2 separate regions of the Zea mays genome follow, and region 2 is linked to region 1. The links are chromatin contacts, called in public Hi-C maps. All regions are on one chromosome and are shown on one strand. The core of a region is the stretch at or near the end of the contact, and the rest is flanking DNA. Distances in the headings are between cores, read along the strand shown. Region 1 holds the start of LOC542478 (photosystem II subunit29). Region 2 holds the start of LOC100194072.

The links. Hi-C and Micro-C count contacts between places; a contact is called where the count stands out from the background.
Region 2: a contact with region 1 is called in a Hi-C map of tassel, with 4 times the contacts expected there. The contact joins the promoter of LOC100194072 here to the promoter of LOC542478 in region 1. A contact is called at or near these places in 6 of 25 Hi-C or Micro-C datasets (bundle sheath, ear, endosperm and 2 more) and 1 of 3 datasets of contacts at active chromatin or transcription factors (leaf).

What each region holds. Positions count from the first base shown.
Region 1 is chr7:166,288,537-166,294,589 of Zm-B73-REFERENCE-NAM-5.0, reverse strand. It overlaps LOC542478 (photosystem II subunit29), which reads left to right and starts at 1,492. Exons shown (of 2, transcript NM_001112032.2): 1 at 1,492-2,048; 2 at 2,173-2,916. The coding sequence starts at 1,539. The coding sequence ends at 2,538. It overlaps LOC100193314 (chloroplast-localized Ptr ToxA-binding protein 1), which reads left to right. Exons shown (of 5, transcript NM_001138451.1): 4 at 1-58; 5 at 385-896. The coding sequence ends at 478.
Region 2 is chr7:166,487,092-166,493,629 of Zm-B73-REFERENCE-NAM-5.0, reverse strand. LOC100194072 reads left to right here and starts at 4,214. Exons shown (of 1, transcript NM_001139128.1): 1 at 4,214-5,615. The coding sequence starts at 4,325. The coding sequence ends at 4,885.

The DNA of each region.
Region 1 (6,053 bases), core at 243-2,742:
GCAACATACTCTCAAAGTTGGTTCAAGCCAAGGAACTTCTCAAGGAATACGTGGATAGGTAATGCACACATATGCCAGGAACACATTATTTTTTGTCACCTTTACTGCCATTTAAGTCTGAATGCGTTCAGTAAATGATTCTCTGCTAACCAATTTGAAAGGTTTATATTTTGAATTAAATGCTTCAAATGCATGACTTCATCAGTAAAATTTACTCCCTCCTTTCTAAATTATAAGCCGAACTGTTTTCTGTAGGTGAACGACTCATAATTTAGAACAGAGAGAGTACCCTTTTGTCCAATTAAATTAAATCACTCCTTTTTTTTACTAAGTGCTGTCAAAAAGTTGAGTAAAACTTGTCCAATGTAACCGTCGTACTTGCAGGGAAAAGAAGAAGAGAGAAGAAAGATCGGAAGCCCCGAAGCCGAACGAAGCTGTCACAAAATTTGATGGAAACCTTTATTCCACAAGGCATTAGAATCAGCCCTTTGCAGAGGAGAGTTTCCCAGGATAACAGAATTAACAGTAACATCTGGACCGTGTTGAGAAACCACCAAATGTTCCCCTTTCATCACAGACGTCTTTGGCTGCTCGTCTTGTGATGTAGCATTCTGCCGTACAAAAGGATCCAGATTATTCTTACTACTGGACAGATATTTGTATTTTCTCATATGTCTTGAAATCAAATGTATACATTTTCTGTGTGTAGGGGTCAATGTTACTCAAGCAGAGAAATATAGTTTTCTCTTTTGTATTTAAATTCAGGTAATTTGGGAGGCCGTGTTCACTTATATATAATATAGTGTGGCAACCATGAAAACAATTGGTGAAGTTCTTTATGTGAGTTTGTATGTACCGGGCTCAGCACTGAAAAATATCTGAGGTTGAAAAGTCTTAACAGCCGGCTTTAATTCGTAACGAGCAGTTTATACCGTTTTGCGCTGCATTCACCTTCGTGAGTCCGGACCCCGGAAGACAGGAACTGTAGCCTTTTTCCCTTTGCTAGCATGAATATGAATAGAATAACACGAATTTAACATCAATTCAGCTCATATTGGAACAATCTACGCCTAAAATTTAGTGGAACACGTTTTGCTCATTTTCCTTGAAAAGCAACAGTGAAGCAACATCGGTAAAGGTTCTTTTGGTTGCCTCTAACGGTCTAACCTGAGGATTCAGTTATAATCTGGAACATGACAGAAACAGAGCCTCGCACCCGTTTTGGGACCAAAACCACATGATCGATCTCCAAGAAGATTATTTTGGACAATATTTTTCCAGCCACAGGCAATCCGAAGACCACAAATCAGAGGCACTCCAAATGCAGCCCATCCATTGGACCATACAGATAAGACCCGGATAAGGCAGAGCCCATCGTGACCGTCAAATAGATCACGTCCGGTCTACGGCCGTCCGATCTGCCACCCAGAGATAGCACCGGGATTTCCTATAAGCACTTTTCCTATTTGTAGCCCGTGACGAGCCCAGCGCCACACACCAACCTCAGCACACCAAGGAGAGTACGTGGAGGAGCAGCCATGGCTTCATCGGTGGCCGCCGCGGCGAGCACATTCCTGGGCACCCGCCTGGCGGACCCGGCGCCACAGAACGGGCGCATCGTGGCCCGGTTCGGGTTCGGGTTGGGCGGCAAGGCGAAGCCTGCTCCGAAGAAGGTGGCGAAGACATCGACCTCCTCTGACCGGCCGCTGTGGTTCCCCGGCGCCGTGGCGCCCGACTACCTGGACGGCTCGCTGGTCGGCGACTACGGGTTCGACCCGTTCGGTCTCGGGAAGCCCGTGGAGTACCTGCAGTTCGAGTTGGACTCGCTGGACCAGAACCTGGCCAAGAATGAGGCCGGCGGCATCATCGGCACCCGGTTCGAGTCCTCCGAAGTCAAGTCCACCCCGTTGCAGCCCTACAGCGAGGTGTTCGGCCTCCAGCGGTTCCGCGAGTGCGAGCTCATCCACGGCCGCTGGGCCATGCTCGCCACCCTCGGCGCCCTCTCCGTCGAGTGGCTCACCGGCGTCACCTGGCAGGACGCCGGCAAGGTACGTGAATAGCTAGCTATTAAGCTATGCATGCATGAATCCATGGAGTTCGTTCTCGATCTGCTCTCAGACGATCTAACCAACCTGCGAATTAATGTGACGGCCGGCGTACACGTACGTGCAGGTGGAGCTGGTGGACGGGTCCTCCTACCTGGGCCAGCCGCTGCCGTTCTCCATCTCGACGCTCATCTGGATCGAGGTGCTCGTGATCGGCTACATCGAGTTCCAGCGCAACGCCGAGCTCGACCCGGAGAAGAGGCTGTACCCCGGCGGCTCCTACTTCGACCCGCTCGGCCTGGCGGCCGACCCTGAGAAGAAGGAGCGGCTGCAGCTGGCGGAGATCAAGCACGCGCGCCTCGCCATGGTCGCCTTCCTCGGCTTCGCCGTGCAGGCCGCCGCCACCGGCAAGGGGCCGCTCAACAACTGGGCCACCCACCTGAGCGACCCGCTCCACACTACCATCTTCGACACGTTCGGAGGGTCCTCTTAAGCCCGCCATTGCTCCGCCCCGTCCATCGACCGGAACGTGTTCTTGGATTAATTAACTACGATCTCTATGAGCCTGGGGATGGATCAACCCGTCGTGCGTGGTCTCGTTTTGTGATGAGTGGGAGAGAGAGGATGACAAGATCGATCCTTTGTTAATGGAGATCTCGTTAATTAGGAGAGCTACCGCTGGGACTTGGTGGTTTGTAATATATGATCCAACCAGTGATGAATCAATGCATTCACTTGTGTACACATATACATATCTACCTTGCAGATTGAGATGACCGAGGATACATGATGCACTATGGTTAGTTTTTGTTAGATCGTGCGTGCGTGTGTGGCCTAAATGAATGCACGTAGTGACGATGGGAGTTTTTAGTCAATCATTTATCAAATACTCCTAGGTCCTACCTAGCAAATCTGCAAATGTGTTCGAATGCCAAAGGGACGCGCATGAAACGGAGAAATTTTTCGTGCAGAGCATCCTCCTTCTCGTAGTGTTGCAAAGTGAGAGTGCGATGATTTTATCATCTCGAACAAAGACTTTGCCCCTGAGCCCTCTTGGTTTCGGTTTGTGCCGTTGGCCTGTGTAGCTGCAAAATTGTAACTCACGGGCCCTGCGTTATTGCTGTTGCTGGTCTTCGTATATATCCTCTCCCCTGTAGTTTCCCTGAAAAACATTGCAACGGGACTTAATATCTGTTCAAGTGGGATTTCATACTATCGCTGAAGTGCGTTCTAACTCATATGAGCATATGAACATGACGTGAGTCCAAGTTACATATATTGAAACACTAATTAGATGGTTCACGAAGGTAGAACTTATTTAAATAGGATCAAACATATTTTAAACTTTTATAATGAGCATCTGAAAGTCCTAAGCGGCTTGCGAGAATGGTGACAGTGGATCCTGCACGTGTCCTCGTGACTTCCCTCATAAGCGTGGAGGACGACAGAATGTAGCGCCACGACGAGTGCCTGCATCGACATTTATTCCCTACCCAATCAAATAACTACAATCTTGAACCGAACCTAACCAATCCTAAATGTACCAAATTGAAAACCTATGTATCTCAATCAACGACCTGACAGGTCTACTGCGCTGACAACTTATAGCCCCGTCTGCACGGACCATCATCTTGATTGCGTCGCTGGCTGCCTACGCGGATGTATCACGTGTGTACATATATACATGTTCAAATGGGCTGGATCTCTTAGACAGCATATGGCCAGCACGGTTTAGCCTGATCCGTTGTCCACCGAGCTCGTGCCACCCGACTCAATCACCGTGCCGGATCTAGGCCTTTGGTGTGGCATGATATAGTCTATTTTTTCTATTTTTTCATAAAAAAGCATATATTATGCTTAATATGAAATATAAAAACATAAAAATATGTATTTTTGACTAGGTAGGTATGAATGTGGAGACAACGATCAAAGTTCAGACCCTATTTATGCATAATTTTAACTTATCTTTATTGAAAACGAGAAGAGAAGGGACGACACAAGAACCAAGAACTCATGCATTATAGGACACTAGTCGGTTGCCCGTGCGTTGCGACGGCTTACAACAATACCCACGTAAACTATCCACCAAAAAATCTCAATATTTTTTATTGATTGTGTCCGCTCTCTATATAATATTTTTTGATTTGCCTAACTGATGTTATTGTTTACTCCATCCAATATGTCTTGGTACAATACGGCCAATGAAGTGAGCGATTAGAAGAGAGTTCACAACGACTGACTAAACGAACAAAAATTATAAAATGACATAATTCCACTATACAGAGACCAGATAAGAGAAAGTTTGTGAGCTCAAGTTTCTAAAATAAGTCACATGAACTCAAACTTATAAAAAAGATAGATCAAAATATGGAGTTGTTAAAGTCAGACATCAATAAAAACTGGATGCACTCTATATAAATATGCTACTTCGTAGCAATTACTAACGTTTAAAATCAACAAATAACCTTTCATTTTATTGTTAGTGTGACAAATCATTGTTGCTCCACCCAATTCAGCAACTTCAAACACCATGGAGTCTATTGTGCTAATGTGGTCTCAGAAACGACTTAATGCTTGCAAGAGCCAAGAACGTCGTGCCATGGTTGGGCTGTAGCCTCGGCCCGTAGTGCTGGCCCGACACTATTATATTTTTTTATTTTATAAAAAACACATATACATATATATAATTTATATTTAATATTAAAAACACCTGGACATGATGTTCTACTTGTTAGACAGCTTCACTCAGTATCTCTTGTCCTTCTTCCATCAGAGCATAGGTTCGAACCCCACCTCCTGCATCGTTTTTCAACATTTTACGCTGATTTAATCAAATGGCCCGACAGGCTAACGTGCCGGCCCGGCACGGTCGACATGACGTGCCTGGGCCAGAGCTGTGGCCCATGGGCGTCTAGCCCATACCGGGCCGCCGTTTGGCTATCTATAAGCGTGCAGCAGGTTAATTTAAAATAGTTGTGAGGGGTTATTTGCAAAAAGATGACGCGGGACGACCATTGAAACTAGTGCTTTAAGTATAGTATAGATTATAAGAGTAGAGATGGAGAACTCTTAAGTCAAACAATCATTAGGTTTAGCCAAAATTGCAGAGGAAAATATTAACATCTAACACATAAAAAGGTAAATAAAAAAATACATTCCATAATATATCTAACGGAGGAATCTATCTGATATTGTAACTATATATACTACTACTACTTCTTCTTCTATAAATTTAGTGGAACTCAAGATGTTCGACTTAGGACAACCGATCGCCCTTATATATCAAGACATGAGCACCTATCTATTTTTATCTAGTATACCTAATATTGATTATCACGAAGCATTTCTAAGGTTTATCACTCTCATGCGTCCATATGACTTAGAGCAGTGTTTCTAAGTAGAAACATAATCAAAGTTGTGAAACGTCGGAGAGTCCCCCGCGTCGCCCCTCGCGCAGGCGACTCGAGGGCGATGCAAACCTAGCGACGCCACCTACACCTCCCACCACACTCCCCGCCTTGCCGCCTTCGAAGAGTGTCGCCGGGAGGCCCACGCGCGCACCATGATGGACGCGGTGAGGCCTCTCCGCCGGATCGAGCGACGTGCACCATGGCCGCGCGAGGGGCGGCGTCGTATCCACCCTCCTCCTCCCCTCAGTGGGCGTTGCGGCGCGGTTGGCTGTGGCTCGCGCACGCGTCACAGGTCTACGGATCTGGGCCTCCTGCGTCTCACTGTGGCCTCCTCGTCGACCTAGTGGCACGGTGGGCCTTGACCTTGTCGCCGCTGTCCCGGGTTGGGGCTAGATCCGCCAGCGGTGCCTTCCCCTGGCCTGCATGGTGCGGTGGTCAGTGCGAGCGGTGCCAGTGGTGCCTGCTGCGCTGGCTACACCCCTGCGACACAACGCTCATGACAGCGTTCGTGGTCGTTGCTGTTGCCGCGTGCGAGGCGCCGCTGCGGGCGGTTGTTGTGGTGGCCTGATGATGTAGCTGTGGGGAGGTCGCAGCGAAA
Region 2 (6,538 bases), core at 2,965-5,464, 200 kb before region 1:
AGCCGCGGCCCGCGGGCGATTCGGCGGCGTCCGGCGAGCTCCCCTCTCCCTCGTTCCCTCCGGCCTCCGCCTCCGCTAAGCGCTCCGGTCTCCATCTCCGCCTCCGGTCTGCGGTCTCCGGCTCTCCGCCTCGGCGCCTCCGCTCGGACTCGGATCGATCGTCGCTCGTCGGAGAATGGAGATCCTCTCCGGCTCTCCCCCGCTCGGATCTGCGCATTTGTGAACCGGGTAACTCAGATCCATAACCCCCGCTCGGATCTCTTGTCTTCTTCTCCCCCTCCGGTGTGATCTGCGGAGATCTCGGTGCTCCGGCTTATTAGGGTTTGTGAACCGGTGCGATCTGCGCTTCTGCGGAGATCCCGGTGCTCCGTTCTCCCTCATCTCTCTCCTCTCTCCTGTCTTCTTCTCCCCCTCCGGCCTCCGGTGTGATCTGCGCTTCTGCGGAGATCCCGGTGCTCCGGCTTGCTCCGTTGAGGAACCGGGACTCCGGGGTCCGGTACGGCGGCACTGGCACTGGCACTGGTACTCTCCTCTCTCCTAGCTCCGGTCTCCCTCTCGGCCTCTCCTCTCTCCTAGCTCTTGTCTCCCTCACCTATCTTCTTCTCCCCCTCCGGCACTGTCCGGCACTGGCACTGGCACTTGTACTCTCTTCTCTCCTAGCTCCGGTCTCCCTCTCGGCCTCTCCTCTCTCCTAGCTCTGGTCTCCCTCACCTATCTTCTTCTCCCCCTCCGGCACTGTCCGGCACTGGCACTGGCACTTGTACTCTCTTCTCTCCTAGCTCCGGTCTCCCTCACCTATCTTCTTCTCGGCCTCTACTCTCTCCTAGCTCTGGTCTCCCTCACCTATCTTCTTCTGGTGCTCCGGTCTCTCCTAGCTCCGGTCTCTCCTAGCTCTGGTGCTCCGGATTCAAATCCGTGGAGGAACCGGTTGGCCGGACCGGTCATCCCCTCCTCTCTCCTAGCTCTGGTGCTCCGGCTTACTCCGTTGAGGAACCGGGACTCCGAGCCCGAGGTGGGTCGATGGCCGTCTCCGACGATGAAACTGTTGAGATCGACTGCAACGAGGAGCGACGGTTGTGTGGGTTGGCCGGAGACGACGATGAGGATGACCTCCGGGAGGATGCTGCAGCGCTCTTTGGCCTTAGCAGTGAGCATCCCGTCCATGTCGGTGATGAACAACAAGTCGGTGGTCAGGATCAAGAAGGTGAAGGGGACGAACACAGTTCCAAGCATTGTCGTCCTTCTACTTCTGCAGTGTGGTTAGATTTCGAGAAAATTTTCAAAACCGTGAATGGTAAGAAGATAAGGTTTGCAGCTAAGTGCATACATTGCTCTAAGCAATATTCTGCTCTCTCTAGTGGTGGCACTGGCCACCTGACCCGACATAGAGATAGATGTCCCAGGAGGCGTGAAAAAACCCGCATGTCTCAGTCTCAGATATCTTTTAATCCTGATGGTAGTATGCGTAATTGGGAGTACTGTCCTATGGTTGCACGTAATGAATTGGTTCGATTGCTTGCTAGGCTAGAAATTCCTATTAGTTTGGGTGAAAATGCTGCATTTGAACACTACATTAGAACTGCACATAATCCTAAATTTGTGCCTGTCTCTAGGCAAACCACCACCAGAGACATGGTTAAATACTTCACTGACAAAAAGGCTAAGCTTGTTGAGACACTTTCTTCTTCTGATGTTAATTGTGTGTGTTTGACCTCTGACATTTGGTCTGGTAATGCCAAAGAGGACTACCTTAGTGTTGTTGCCCATTACATAAACCCTGATTGGCAACTAGAGAAAAGGGTGCTTGCTTTAGTTCTTATTGATGTGTCACACAATGGACAAAACATTGCTGATCGTGTTGCTGGTGTGCTTGCTGATTATGGCTTGACTAATAAGGTGTTTGCTTTTACCCTAGACAATGCATCATCTAATGCTGCTGCCATGAGGTTGCTTAGACCTATAATGTCACCATATCTTGGTATTGATAATGGGGTAGAATCTGAAATGTTCTTGCATCAGCGTTGTGCATGTCATATAATCAATTTGATAGTTAAAGAGGCCCTAGATGCTCTTAAGAATTTGATTGAAACATTTAGAACTGCAATATCTTTTTTAAACTCCTCTAATCAGAGAATTGCTGCATATAAAAGTTATTGCATTGCTACTAATATTAGGCCTAGAAAATTCCAGTTGGACATGGAGGTTAGGTGGAACTCTACATATCTCATGCTTAAGCATTTGTTTCCTCATAAGATACCTTTCACTACTTTCATGCATGCAAACTATCCTAGGGCTGAAGGTGATCAATTTATTTTAACTGATGAACATTGGGTTGTTGGAGAGAAAGTACTTAAATTTCTTGAGCTATTTTATGATTCTACAGTTGCATTGTCTGGTGTTTATTATCCCACATCTCCACTTATGCTTCATTTTCTTGTTAAGATTGCTATACATCTAAAGAACTATGCTAATGACACTCACATCAGAGGTGTCATTCAACCTATGATAGATAAATATAATAAATATTGGAGGAACATCCCTTTACTTTACTCTTTTGCATTCATCTTGGACCCTAGAGCTAAAATGAAAGGTTTTAGTAGAGTGCTTAGAAGATTAATGAACCTGACAAGTACAGATTATGCTGTTTATCAGGTTACCACTAGAGCTAAGCTTACTGATGTTTATAATAAATATGAAGAGAAATATGGATCTGTTAGATTGAACAGGGTTGTCCCTCCTAACTTGTCTGGTAAGAAACGGTCTGCTTGGGATGAAATTTATGATGATGCTGATGATGTGGGTACTTCTGTTGGTATGCATTCTTTTGCTTCTACTCTAAACATTGCTAGAGATACCTCTGCAACTGCTCTACTGCATGCTGCAAGCTCTTCAGCTTCTACTGCTTCTGAACTCATTTCTTACTTAGATTGTGACACTGTCAACCAATTAACTGATGATTTCAATATCTTGCACTGGTGGCATCAGCACAAACTCACTTATCCAGTACTGTCAATTATGGCTAAAGATATTTTAACTGTTCCTGTGTCTACCATCTCTTCAGAATCCACTTTTAGTTTAACTGGCAGGATCATCGACGAGCGGAGGAGGAGATTGAAGTCTGATGTGGTTGAGATGTTGACATGCATTAAAGATTGGGAGGATGCTCAAGCAAGGATGCAACACATGGTGGATGACAAAGAGCTTGAAGAAACATTTGAAGATCTTTATCTTGATTAGTCTTACTCTCTTTCTGACCATTTCTGTAATGGGACTGTAATATTATGCACCTGGACACTGGACTGGACTGTAAACATTTGAAAAACATTTTAATGAGCTGGGCTGTACTCTTTTTTCCTGTCTAGGGTTTCTCACAAGGGTGAGTTTTACCTAGACAGGTTTTTAACGAGGCAACCATTGCACTACAGCTCATAAAATTGTTGTTTGATTAGTCTCTTACTCTCTTTGTGAATGCTGTTTGAATACTGTTTGAATCTGTTATTAACTATGAAATCTGTTACTCAGTTATGCTGTTTGAATGCTGCTGCTGGTTTTTCTACTCGTAGTGCCCGTGCTGGCACTAGCACTGGCGTGCTGGCGTGCCTGTTGGCACGGCACGACACGGTTAAGCACTGGTAGTGCCGTGCCTGGGCCGAGGGCCCAGCACGCTGGCACTAATAGGCACGGCACGGATCTTCTACCGTGCCTAACCGTGCCGTGTCCTTTCGTGCCGTGCCTAGCCGTGCTAGTGCCAGTGCCGTGCCGTGCGGCCCGGTTGGCCATCTATAAAGCAAAGCATCATCATGCATCGTGAAAGCAAAAGGCGTGCTCCTCCTCTTTACATTTGGTAAAGAACACGACCACAAAATGTATACTAGTAGCAGTCATGGAGTATATTGCATCTCAGATCGCACTGAACCAGTGGAAACTAAATGTAGCAAAAGTCAGCAGCAGGAAAAGATAGATGAAAAAAAAACAAAGAGGGCTGCCTGGAGGTTAGGCGTGGGCGCGTAACACACACATGGCAGCTAGCCGGCGACGATCCAAGAGCGGGTGCGTGGCGACAGGCTGGTACCCTGTTGCCGTCGCCTCCGCCATGTTACGTTCCACCACCTCTCCTCTCCACTCCACCCACCCAACAGCTGCCCCCACCAATCACATCACACCCAGACACCTCCTACTTATCTTGCGCGCCAAGGGCCAGCGCGCGAGCGACCTCACTTGATCCGCTCCCTTCGCCGCGACGACGTTCCTACGCAGCTGCGGTCGACGCGCGCACGGCAGCTCGCTCGCTAGCTGATCACGACAGCTCGCTCGGCTCGACCGAATGGCGCCGCGGCTGCTGGCGTGCTTCGGGCGCGGCGTCGCGGCGGCGCCGGACGACGCGACTGGCGAGGGCCAGCTGGAGGCGCCCCCCGCTGGCCCGGTGCTGGTGGAGCTGTTCGGGTCGCAGGGGTGCGGGGCGTCGCCCGAGGCGGACGCCGTGGCGGCGCGGCTGGCGCAGGACTCCGGGTCCGGGGACGGCGCCGTCGTGGTGCTGGCGTTCCACGTCGACTACTGGGACTACCGCGGGTGGAAGGACCCCTTCGCGTCCAGCGCCTGGACCGTGCGCCAGAAGGCCTACGTGGAGGCGCTCCGCCTCGACACGCTCTTCACGCCGCAGGTCGTCCTGCAGGGCCGCGCGCACTGCGTCGGCACCGACCAGGACGCGCTCGCGCTGGCCGTCCGCGACGCCCCGCGCTACCCCGCGCCCGCCATCAAGGTACGTACGTACGTATGCTGCGTAAAATTGCATACTTCTTGCACAAACTGTTTAGCTAACTGCTCTGCAAATTTAAGAACCAAGACAAAAAAAAAACCCTGGATATTCCAAATGCTGTTGCTGTAGAGCGTCTCATGATCGCCACTACTATGCTTACGCTGGATCGGCAACCAACAGCGATTCAGATCTGCCGTAACCGGATCGCCCGTAGACGCTGGGGGCCTGGGGTGTCACTGTCACTGTAGACTGATGAGCGTGATTGCGTGAAGCCACGACCTGACCGGATCGGATGCGCGCGCGCAGGTCACGTTCCAGCGGCCGAGCCCCGCAACACTGCAGGCGTCGTTCACGGGCACCCTGCGCAGCCGCGTGGAGGGCCCAGGCGGCGCGAGCGTGCTGGTGGCGCTGTACGAGAGCGGGCTGGTGACCGACTGCGGGCGCGGCGAGAACAAGGGCAAGTCGCTGCTCAACGACCACGTGGTGCGCCGTCTCGAGAAGGTGGCCGCCGTGCGGGAGGGCGCCTCGCCGAAGAAGACCGTGTCGGGCACCGTCCAGTTCCCGCTCTGGGACGGCTTTCGCGCCACCAAGTGCGGCCTCGTGCTCTTCGTCCAGAACGCCGCGCTGCAGGTGCTCGGCGTCCAGCACTTCGACCTGCCTGACAACGTCTGAGCTCGTGACGCGGTGGGGCGCGCGCGCGTTCCGCGTTGGCTGCCTCCCTGCGGCGGGCGTCACATTCTTTGTATCACTGTATGTAGTACATCACTGGATGGTATTTAGATGGAAAACCTGAGTATTCTTTATCTCCACGTATGTTCTTGTTCTGCATTATGGCAATGGATCTTCTGTTTTGCACACTAAACTTATTGTGTGGTAAAGTGGCCGAGTGTTTGAGTGAGGGGGAGGTAAATGGTCTCTCTGGACTGTGATCTACATACCTTACCTAGAAAAGACACATCTGCCTCGAAGAAAATTGGTCCAAAAAGGCAGGAAATTCAAAGATGGAATTAGTTAATCAATAAAACGATTTTTTGGGGATAGTAAGAAACATAGGTTTCTTGCTGAAATTGGTTTGGAGGAATTGAAATTTACTTAATATAGTAGCCTATTTGGGTTGGAATTTGACATGCCATCACTTTTTAAAGTTCAAATATAAGATTATCTTAAATTTATAGGGTGGAGGGATGGAAATTGATTTTATGTAGGCTATATTTCTAATCTGCAATTTGTAACAAGCTCATCGACTCGCTCCTCTATAGTTAAAATATAGCACATAAATATCTCTCTTATATGGTCAACGGTAGTATATACATATATTCCGCATAGAACTATATTAGTTTAATTGATCTAGGTCTAAATTATGATTATTAGAATAAAATTTAATTTCAAAGATTCAAACGGGGCTAGAGAAAGACCTGATTTTTATTGTCTTGCCAGAATCAGAGAAAGGGAATGTTCCACAAGTTTCTTACAAGTTATAAGACCTTTGCAGAAGTAAACAAGTTGTTCGCTTAATTTTAATTCGAAACGCTTCTATTGTTTCTACATACTTTTGTCTTTATGAATTACGGCCGGAGAACTGGCTTTAATTTGAAGCAAACAACTTGAAAGATTATGTGGGGCATTGTAAACCTCTTCAGGACAGATCTATTGGTATTTTGTTAGGGGGCAATTGACGTACTTCTCATATAGGAAAATAGAGAAAGAACAATACTTTGTTAAGTTTAAACTTAGAAACAAGATGGATGCATGGTTTTAAGTGGCTGTTAGTGTTGGTTTATG